Regions from separate parts of the Anas platyrhynchos genome. Here region 2 is linked to region 1. A link is a contact called in public Hi-C data. All regions are on one chromosome and are shown on one strand. Each heading gives the region's core, a stretch centred on a gene start, on an enhancer-like site or on the middle of the called end of the contact. The rest is flanking DNA. Distances are from core to core; before and after follow the strand shown.

What was found. Hi-C and Micro-C count contacts between places; a contact is called where the count stands out from the background.
Region 2: a contact with region 1 is called in a Hi-C map of skeletal muscle, with 9 times the contacts expected there. The contact joins the promoter of SNAI1 here to the enhancer-like site in region 1. A contact is called at or near these places in 3 of 8 Hi-C or Micro-C datasets (skeletal muscle, small yellow follicle and subcutaneous adipose tissue).

What each region holds. Positions count from the first base shown.
Region 1 is chr21:2,912,077-2,917,133 of IASCAAS_PekinDuck_T2T, reverse strand. It overlaps LOC119713345 (a long non-coding RNA gene), which reads left to right. Exons shown (of 3, transcript XR_005260512.2): 3 at 1-2,617. It overlaps UBE2V1 (ubiquitin conjugating enzyme E2 V1), which reads right to left. Exons shown (of 3, transcript XM_027473030.3): 3 at 3,792-5,057. Among named protein-coding and RNA genes, the nearest start is that of UBE2V1, 16 kb to the right of the region's middle. Within about 2 kb of position 2,248, at least 4 of the 8 cell types and tissues checked have an H3K27ac peak or open chromatin away from gene starts, as enhancers often do.
Region 2 is chr21:2,966,814-2,971,870 of IASCAAS_PekinDuck_T2T, reverse strand. SNAI1 (snail family transcriptional repressor 1) reads left to right here and starts at 2,748. Exons shown (of 3, transcript XM_027472944.3): 1 at 2,748-2,906; 2 at 3,498-4,007. The coding sequence starts at 2,828. It overlaps RNF114 (ring finger protein 114), which reads left to right. Exons shown (of 6, transcript XM_027472949.3): 6 at 1-172.

The DNA.
Region 1 (5,057 bases), core at 999-3,498:
CTGCTCCGAGGGAAGAGAAAGCAGTTGGCTGTCAACTCCCAGCCCCCCTGCTCACCCTGACACCCTGCCCCAGCCCCAGCATGCTCAGGCCCTGCATTGCCAGCCCCGCTGCCTTACCCCGTCCCGCACTGCACCTGGCAGCACTCACACCCCACAGATCAGCACCTATCTGCCCCACAGCCTGTGCCACGAGGCACACAACTCCCCTGTTCTCTGCTGTGTTTATCAGGCAAATGCTGGGCAAGGGGGTTTAAAGCAGACGTGTAAAGAGAGAAGGGAAAAGGGACTCGTTTCTGAGAGGGAGCTCAGAGCCTGCTTCCCCTCGCTTTCCAGAACTCTTGCCTCTTCCTCCCTACCCCAAGAAATTTTGTCGTTGGCTATCCTGACACTTTCTTTGATGAGTGGAGAGCTAATGAAATAAGATAAAAATGTTGAGCAAGTGAAAGAAAGGGACTTTTAGACAGGATCTGACATTTATTCTCCCCTCTCGTTACCCATCACCGTACCGCAAGGCTTTCTAGACAAGTCAGGGCAAAGCCGCCAACAACCTAGCTTGCGAGGTAGAAAATTAGGACAGGACCCACATTTCTGAAAACCCTTTGTAGGCTTTATTCAAAAGGAGATAAGGCTGAAAAAGGCGACAAGATGCTCGACAGACATAAAGCGATGAGAATCTACCTTATCTCCTTATCTTCCACGTTGTCTTCTGCTCTTTGCTTTTTTGTTGCAACAAACAGGGGAGACGTGGGGAAAATGTAAGGGCACAAACAGAGGGCACACAGCACCCAGAAGGGATGGATAGGGAGAAGACACTCAATAAAAGCTAAAAACGTCTCTTTCCTAGCAGGGGCTGAGCATCCTGGCTCTGCTCCAGCAAAGCACTTAAGCGTGTGCCTAACTCCTATTTGACTTCACTTGGGCCCTTCACAGGCTTGAAAGTTAAGCACCTTCCCCAGCAATCTGCTGCAGCAGGACCGGAGAAAACGAGAAGCTGTTAAGGGACCTGACTCTTAGTCAACAGCAAAGTTAACGGGCTTTTGGATAGCATCTGAGCCAAGGATTAATGCAAGATGGCAATTTCCACCGACTTAGGAAAACTCTGAGCCACCAGAGAAAACTTAAATTTAAATTATTAAGTTGAAAAAAAAAAAAGATATTAAGAATATCATCAGATTTCTTCACCGTCTTTGAGCTTGAGGTAGGTAGAGCTTGAAGTAGGCACATATTTACAGGTACGTGCAGAACTGGAACTCCCTTGTTTCAGAGCAAGCAAATGCCAGCTTAAAAAAAATACTGAATTCCCTGTGCTGTTCCTTGGTGCAGGAAACGCTGCCAGGTTGAGGCTAAGCTAACCTCAGACGCCTAACGGCCAATTACTGCAAACAGCAAGGTAAGCCGCAAGCAGCACCTACAACTCTAAGCAAGACACTACAAAGACTGATATTTGGAAAGGGAGTGAGCGCACATCTCATCGCTTCTTACACTGTCAAGGACTCTTGAAAAAGTCTCTGGCTTCTGTTTCCCTTGCTAAAATTGGCAGAACTTGACGCTGCATCTGCCTGGTACTTCCAGAGGGAGCTCTGGTATCGCAGCTCTCAAGCACAGCTAAGATAAAACATTTGGGCTGCTCTGTTGTTTGGTTGGGCTGTTTGCCCAAGAATTAGGGGCACAACTGCATTCAGCTCTGCATGCACTGCCTGCTGCTCCTGCCGTGCTGCTGTTTGTCCCTGTATGAATCCAGGCTGAAACTCCGACAGCACTGGCATCGCACAGAGCAGCTGTTGACACTTTTTGGCTTAAAAGTTGTTAATCTAAAACTTTAAGTTTCTTTCATCATCATTAAGTCCAAAGCACTGAGTTAAGAGTTCAGAAAAGGCATATTTAAGCACATGCTCCCCAAAAACACATGGAGTTTAATTACAGCAAAGCAAGAAGCAAGGAACAGGCAGTGTTTATTAAGAAGTAAAACCTCACTGCACTGCTGGTCTCCCCTTAATGCCTCTGCAGTGAGAAAGCCGTGTTAAACAGGTTTTTAAAACTGAAAATGATTCAGGAGAAGTATGAAAAGCGGTTCCCACAAGAGGAGTTAACATCGAAGTGAAGCAGCCCTTGCACTTTGCTTGGACCAAAGCGTTGCAAAGCCTGCTAGCTCCCTCTGCCGTCCCCACGCCAGCAGCTGAGTCGAACACGCTCCGCGACCACCGCCGGCACTGCGGGTGAGGTTTTATGGATGTGTCCGGGGCATTTGCAACCACGACGCCTTGCGCAAACCCCCGAGGCAGCAGCAGGAGCAGGCAGAGGGCAAGGTCCTGCTCAAACCACAGCCTCTTCCCTGAGCAACGCTTCAGTCACTTCCAGCAGTACCGGCTCCAGGGAACAGCATCTATTTTATGGCCAACGCACTTATTACCTCTTCGTATCTTTCCCTTCAGACACACCAGTTCAGGACATAAACCAACGGTGAGCAAGGATCAACTCTCAAGTGCCGTGCCTTTATACTGCCAGAGGTAGAATAAATACAGAGAAGAGGTGAGGTCATTCCCCGACTTCATTTCTGAAGTGTGACCCAGCACCCAGAAACCCACAGTGCCTGTGGGATGACTGATCCCTTCCACGATGCACACACACTGACAAAGCTACAACACGTGGACTCACTGGCAGCTGACTCTTAGTGTGTTTTTTTCCCAAACCATCCCTACTCAGAGTGGAATATCAGTGCACTGGAGTACCGGTGTGTTCAGAGTGAAGTTCCTAGGTAAGAAAAGGTACACCTTTTTTCTTTAAAAAAAAAAGTACAGCTGAAGTTTGTATGACAAATTGTGTTAACACAGGACTCTTGCTAGCACAGATCCCAGAGAAGCATGGTTCAGGTCAAACTTGCAGCCTGCAAAGCAGATCAGATGGTTTCAAAGGCTTTAGAACCATTGCTTGAAGTGTGAAGGCTGGGGAAGCACCCAACACGTACCAACCACGCCCTCCTGAACAGGACAGGGGTGTTCTTACAACAGCGACACCCGGTAACCACACCATAATTGTCGAGCATTGTTGCAGTTGCCATTTAACATCTCTCAATACCAAGCTGTTTCAAAGAAACACACGCACAGGATGCTGACAAATATTAGTCGCATTGTCTTCACAGACACCCTCTGAGCTACCCCATGACTGGTTAGTATTCCAGACTAGCAAACAGCAGCAAGTTTCACATACACAGCTCGTTCCCTCGTCACTCCTACACCCAGGAAGAGGCAGGTTTCACCACATCGAAATGAACGCACAACCAGTACCTTCTGGCAATCTTCTTTAGTGGAGACACCCAAAAAGGGCAAAATTCTGCAGTCCTGTTTTTAATCGAGATTTACAGAGGAGGTCTGCTTTTTACAGTTCACTATTTGAGGAAAACCAGGTAAAATTTCAGGTTGTGAAGTTCTTCTTTAACTTGATGGACAGTGTAGCATGCAACTGTACGTGGATTTGATTTCCTCAGGACTACAGCACACAAAGGTCAGCGCAGTAGCAGAGCACCTTCAGATAGCACACGGCTAGAAAGTCGTTCCTGTGGTTCCTTTTCGTCACATAACGTTACCAACTGCCAAGTCTATGCAAGTCTGTCTGAGGTTTTGACTACAAATAAAAGGTTCTCCTTGGCACAAAAGCAGCAGCTAGATAAAGACAATTGCCTTTCACCACCAGTTTACATACTGTTATCTACGTGGGATCTGTAGGAAGGTACTTCCAACAAACCCAAAATTCCATAAGGGATAAAAGTTCTAAACATAAATACAATTAAAGCCTTCTAATATTAATGCACACTTTTTATTATATTAAAATCAGGCAATGGTCTGATACAATAAAAAGGCTGCTTATGGAATACTGTTATGTTAAACTTTAATTACAGAGGATGTTAAATCCTTACAACTAATATTTTCCTCAAAAGAGTTAATGGAAACATCAATTGTTCATTGACTTGAGAGCTGCTGCTTTCAAATGTGTTTATTTTTTTTTCTTTTTTTTTTTTTTTTTTTTTTTTACACAAACACTAGATTTTTTCATAAAACTTCGGACACACTAGGTTGTTGGTATGTAAGCCTGCATCCACATTGCAGCAGTTAGTGGTCCAAAACAGTAAAACAGAAAAGGCAGTGATTTGCCAGGATGCAAAGCCAACAAAGGTCCTTAATCTGCTGTACGCACCACTTCCCCAGAATCTTCACAGAGGGGTTTTCACCTCCAACACTTAACAGAATCCTACTGAAGTCTACACTGACTTGATTTGTCTGTCAGATCTTTAAAAAGGCCGAACATAAGTGCTGTGTTTTAGTTAATTAACATTCTCAGGTCAATCCAAAGCACCAAAATACAACTATTTGAGTTGGAGTGTGTGTTTATTCTGGACGTGCAGTTTCCCCATTAAACTTTGGCAGCAGAAGATTTCGGCAATCCTGGTAAATGACTGCTCTTTTCACCAAAAGCCTATCTATTAACATCAGCCGTGGCCAGCTTGGTGGTGTGGCAGCAGTGCCAGAGGGGCAGGGAAAATCCCAGTCTGTGAGCAGAACAGATACTCTTGTTTCCCAGGCTGGTGAAGACTAAATTTGTTGCAAAACCAGAACAATAAGCAGGAGGGAACAGGTCAAGTTATTGCCCCAACGCTTACCCCTGCTGTCCAGGGGTGAGAAGAGTCACAAAAAGGGGCAAAAAGAAAGCAGCACCCCCACTAAAAAGAGGGGAAGAGGGAAGAGATTAAAAGAACCCTGAATCCCTCACCAAATGCCCACGTTACTGATGAGGGGGACCAGGAAGAGAAATACAATCTATGCCTTGGCCAAAGGGAAGGAGGAAAGCTTGCCCCAGATTATCAGGGCATTTAAAAAAATACAAAAACAAAAATGACCACAGTCACATTCAGCCTTTACTAGAGATAGCACAAAGGGAGGGATGACTGAGGTTAGCACACATCCCCATTAGTAGTCCGTAAAGCCCAGTGTAGTACTGGAAGCAAAAACCTTTGTGTCTACTCTAATAAACAGCCCTGAGCTTCGACTCTATTGCAAAAGACA
Region 2 (5,057 bases), core at 1,499-3,998, 54 kb before region 1:
GATAAAGATTGGCCTGAGTCTAGATTTCTGCAACTGTTCTAAGTGCACTTCCATGCAATTCTGACAAAACGTTTAAGGAGCACTTTGAAGCTTCTGAGCAATTAACTTTTGTCATGTTTTTGACTTTTGAAGACAAGTTATAAATAAAGTTCATTTAATTTATAAAACCCTACCTTCATGTCAGCTTTTGCCATTTCTTCCTCCTGGTCCATACACTTCATTTTAGCACCTCCCTAAAAGCGGCTCCTGCTGGCTGTGTAAAGCTGCACGGAGCACGCTAGGAACTGGGAAACACTGCAGAGACTTCACCTCTATCTCAACAGGCTGTTTTGTATGGGTTTATTGTTAGTAGCAGCTTCTATAATCTTCCAAACAATGGACCAGATGGGTTATGAAAACCAGTAACCCATCTGAAAATGAGCTCACGTGGTTCTAATGTGGCTATGAGCAAGCTCAAAGCTGAGCTGAGCAGAACGCTGCAGGTGGAGTCTGGTGGGGTAATGTTCGTGTAAACCAGAGGAACAAACCCCTGGATTGTCCTGGTGAGTTGGGAAGGGTTGGCTGTCCAGGAGGGCTTTACTTTCAGCGGAAATCTTTCCAACTCCTATGGCTTTAACTCCTCTGCCTGTCAGGTTGTGGTGTTTGTATTCTTGTGTTGTCTTCTGTTTAGCTGGAGACAAGGAGGTGAGAATTGGCTTGCAGCGCCACTGGGTGAGGTCAGTCTAGTTGCTCAGGCGGAGTGATCGTGCCCTGTGACAGAGCTGTTACTGGCTGCACAGCTTGGGTTTGATTTGCTTCAACTTGATACTCAGGAATTATTTCACATGGTACAAAACAAAATGATTGGCTGGAAGATGTGCAGTAGTTCTCCTTTAATTTTGATTAAATTTGTGTGTGAATAAGAAGCAATGTTTTGGCACCTCCTAGCTTGATAGCAGCGGAATTTATAGCGCTGCTTTTTCTGCTGTGCTGAGCATCACACAACCACTCAGGGAAAGCAAGCTGTAGATCTCCACTTAACTGCTGAGGAGCTTTGTGTCTTGGCTGCTGACTTCATCAGCCTAACCAACCCAAACTTGTTTACACGCAGGGATATCTCTCAGTGGTATTTGCTGATTGATTTTTAGAAGCCATTCCGGTGAGAAGCACGTGTGCTTTTTCACCTTGATTCATCTCATCAGTGTGCAGGAACTCAATTTTAAAAGCCTTCTTACAGAACAGGCTGGTTTGGGCTGTTAAATCCCATGAAGTGTGACTGCAGAGGAGCCAAGTACTCTGCCAGAGGAACTGCTTTCAGCTCATCAGCAGCTGATCTTGTGGCCGTGGTGAGTCCCAAAGGCCCATTGTTGGCGATAATGCAATCGGGCTGTGAAATGCCCAGTGTCTGGCACAGGGAGCCAGTGAAATTAGCACACAGGGAAAGGGACCGAAGGAGACAGCCATGCATTTGAGCTATTTTTTGTTAATGAATCTGTCTCTGGTCAAACACCGGCCTTAAGATGCCAATAAATTGATGTCGGTATTAATTGCCTGAAACAATCAGCATCACTTCATCTGGAATACCAGCACTAAATCCCTTGGGGCTCGTTGTGCTGGGGGAATAGCATCTTGTAAAGGCTCCTGCCTGTAGTCAGGCACTAACAGCGTGTCCTGGGTTCTGCTGCCTGCATGACAAAGGTGGTCACTGGTGAGCCTGGCACGGGAAGGATCAGCCTCCCTCGCTCAGGGCTTTTCAATCTTAGGCGTTGCTTTGCCATCTCCCCCTGCCCCAGCAGTGCTGACGGTCTGACGAAAATTTTGTGCCCCTTTTTTTGGGCTCTGGCGGTCCCGTGCTGCCAGCAGAGGGAGCCCCGTGCGCGCCGCCGGGACCCCGGTACCGGGCCTCCTCCCCACCGGCCGGGGGGCACAAGGGGCGGCTGCTGCTCGTTCTCCGGCATCCGGATTTTCCCTCCGGCAAAAGTGTTTGTTAGCTTGTTTTGTGTTTTTCCTTTTTTTTTTTTTTTTTGGTCTTTTTTTTTCCCCTCCCTCCACCCACCAACCTGCAGGACCAAGGCAGGAGCTGGCTTTGCTGGTCCCGCAGAGAAAACCCCACACCTCGGGGGGGTCCCAGCCCCATCAGCGCACCCACGGGGGAGCTGCGGCCCCGGTCCCCCGGGGGCAAATCCCAGGGGGAAACACCCGCGGGAAGCCAAGGGTAGTCCGGCAGCAGAGGAGGGAGGGATGCGGCTCCAAGCAATGGGGCGGGGAAGGGGGGGCTGCAGCTGTGTCGCCCCCAAGAGCCTCGCTTCTACTTCTGCATTTGGGGCGGGTTGTGGCCAAACAGCGCCCAGCAGGTGCCGGGCTCCGGGGGGGCAGAGCTGGGGTTGGGCAGTGGGGAGGGAAAAAGGGATGGGATGGAAAGGGCAGGGAAGAAGGGAAGGAGGAAAAAAAAAAAAAAAAAGAGATGGGAAGGGCATAAGGGAAAGAATGGGAAGGGAAGAGCAGGGACGGGACAGGACGCAGAGGTTTGGTGTCCGGCTTCCCCGGGGAGCATCTCCAGGGGATCCCGGGCTGGGCTTTGCACGGAGGACCCCAAACCGCCCCCCACCAGCGGCGAATGCCCAGTCCCGGTCCCCAACCCCCGGTCCCCCCTCCCGGCGCCCGCGGCACCTCCGCTCCCCCCGGCCCGGCCCCGGGGCTGGGGCCGGCACCTGCCGGGCTCCCTCCCCGCCCGCCCCATTGGCTCCGGGAGCCGGGGGCGGCCCCGTCCCGCACCGCCCCCCGGCCCCGATCCCATATTAACGGACGCGGCGGCCCCGCGGCGGGCGGCGGCACCGGGGGCTGCAAGATGCCGCGCTCCTTCCTGGTGAAGAAGCACTTCTCAGCCAGCAAGAAGCCGAACTACAGCGAGCTGGAGAGCCAGACCGGTGCGTGCTGTGCCGGGCCCCCCCCCCGACGGCTTGGGGCTGTTGCACGGCGCGGGGGCGCCTCTGTCCCCCGGGGGGGAGCGGCCGGGAGGTTTTTTGCCTGCCTCTGGGCGGTTAGTTTTGTTAATTGCCACGGGTGGGTTGGTGTCTGGGGTCTCCCGTGCTTCTTGCCCCAGGGGACTCCCCCTGTGGGGTGGGTGGGGGAGCGGGGACGCGACCCCGGGGGCTTTCCCCATGGGGTGGGTTCGGTGCGGACCCCGTAATGCGGGGTGGGCAGGGGCCCCTTCTGACACCTCCCTTGCCTTTGGGTGCTGAGCTCCTGTGGGGTGGGGCTGTGTTCCCCAGGGTAGGCTGGTGTGCCTCACTGCGTGGGTTGGGGTCCCTGGGGTTCCTCTGGCTTTGGGGCGGTTGGGGCATGGAGGTTCCCTTGGGATGTGGTTGGGTTCCTCTGCCCCGGAAGGGTTGCACAGCCCCGTGGTGTGGCTCAGGCACCAAGTTCCTCTGGGTGCGCAGCCCCCCATGGGGTGGGTTGGGGTCCCCTTGCCCCGTTCAGGGGCTGGGCACCCCGCTGAGTGCTGCCTGTCCCCACAGTGCTGGCCGCCCCGCTGCTGTACGAGACGTGCCCGCTGTCCGTCATCCCCCCACCCGAGGTGCTCGGCCCCGGTGCCTACTACCCGCCGCTGGTGTGGGACGCGGGGCTGCTCTCCAGCCTCTTCCCGGCTGGCCCGGGCACCGAGGCGGAGGCAGCGGGCGGCGCGGCGCCGGCCCTGGACCTGACAGTGCTCTCCAGCGAGGAGGACGAGGGCAAGAGCTCGGGGCCTCCCAGCCCGACCTCAGCCCCCGCCACCGCTGAGCGATTCCGCTGCGCCCAGTGCGCCAAGGCCTACTCCACCTTCGCCGGGCTCTCCAAGCACAAACAATTGCACTGCGATGCCCAGACCAGGAAATCCTTCAGCTGCAAGTACTGCGAGAAGGAGTATGTGAGCCTGGGGGCTCTCAAGATGCACATCCGGAGCCACACGCTGCCCTGCGTCTGCAAGATGTGCGGCAAGGCCTTCTCCCGGCCCTGGCTGCTGCAGGGCCACATCCGGACGCACACCGGTAATGTTGGCTCTCGCCCCTCTCCCTCCTTCCCCTATTGCCCGTGGCTTCCCCGCTCTGCAGCCCGAAGCAAATCAGCAGTTGGGGTATTATCTTGGAAGATAAGGGCTTCCCAAACCCCCTCAGCACATCTCTAAAACGTCCTTTAAATATCCTCCTGTCTGGAACCGAGTGTGGGGTCAAGGCTCAGCCCATAAATCCATGCCGCACCAGCCAGCCCTGAGCTGCCGGCACGTGCTCGCCATGAATTTCACGAACCAGGGCTGTGACGTGCCACTGGGGTGCCTCACGCTGTGCTAGAAGCATCTCTGCCTGAGCACCCAGCCCACCTCCGTGGGCTCCATGTGCTCCCCGGGGCACCGGGAGGTTTGGGATGTGCGTGGGGCAGGTGCTGGTGGCTGCCCCCTGCACCTGTTGTGCGGGGCCGCAGCTGCAGCCCGCCCCGCGCCTACAATGCATCTCCCGAGCATCCTTTGTGGTGCTACCGGGACAGTTTAATTGTCGCTTGGCACTGATTTCACACCCTCTCAGCGTACTAAAGATGACGGCTGAAGGAAGCCGGGAAGGCTCGATTGTGCTTTCCAAATTGAGCATACGCGTTTGTTTCTTCCGAAAGAGCCTTTGAGGGGAATTCACCCCGGCCGGGCTTTTCAATGCGAGCCGGGAAGGAGAAGGGGGAGCGCGGGCGCAGAGGAAATAGCTGCACTCACCCTGGAGCCGGCAGCTTTCAGCCGCTATGATATAATTAACAGAGCTTCGCCTCCCTGCCGCTCCGCAGACGGCTCCCTTAGCTTGGGCCGCAGCTCAATGTCGTGGCTGCATTTGTAAGCCGAGCTGCCTTGCCACTCGCAGATGTTACTGGCACCGTTTTTGTGGGGTTCCGACCAGAGTTTTTTCTCTGAGTAGGAAATTCCCGACTCTGAGGCTTTTCCTCTGAGTGAATGCAGGCTGTGCAGCGCTGGCTCCTGGGCCGAATACTAACAGCCTGCATTCCTTTTCACGCTGCTCCCCACAAACTTTGGCTAATGAATGCCCTGGTCTTTGATATTC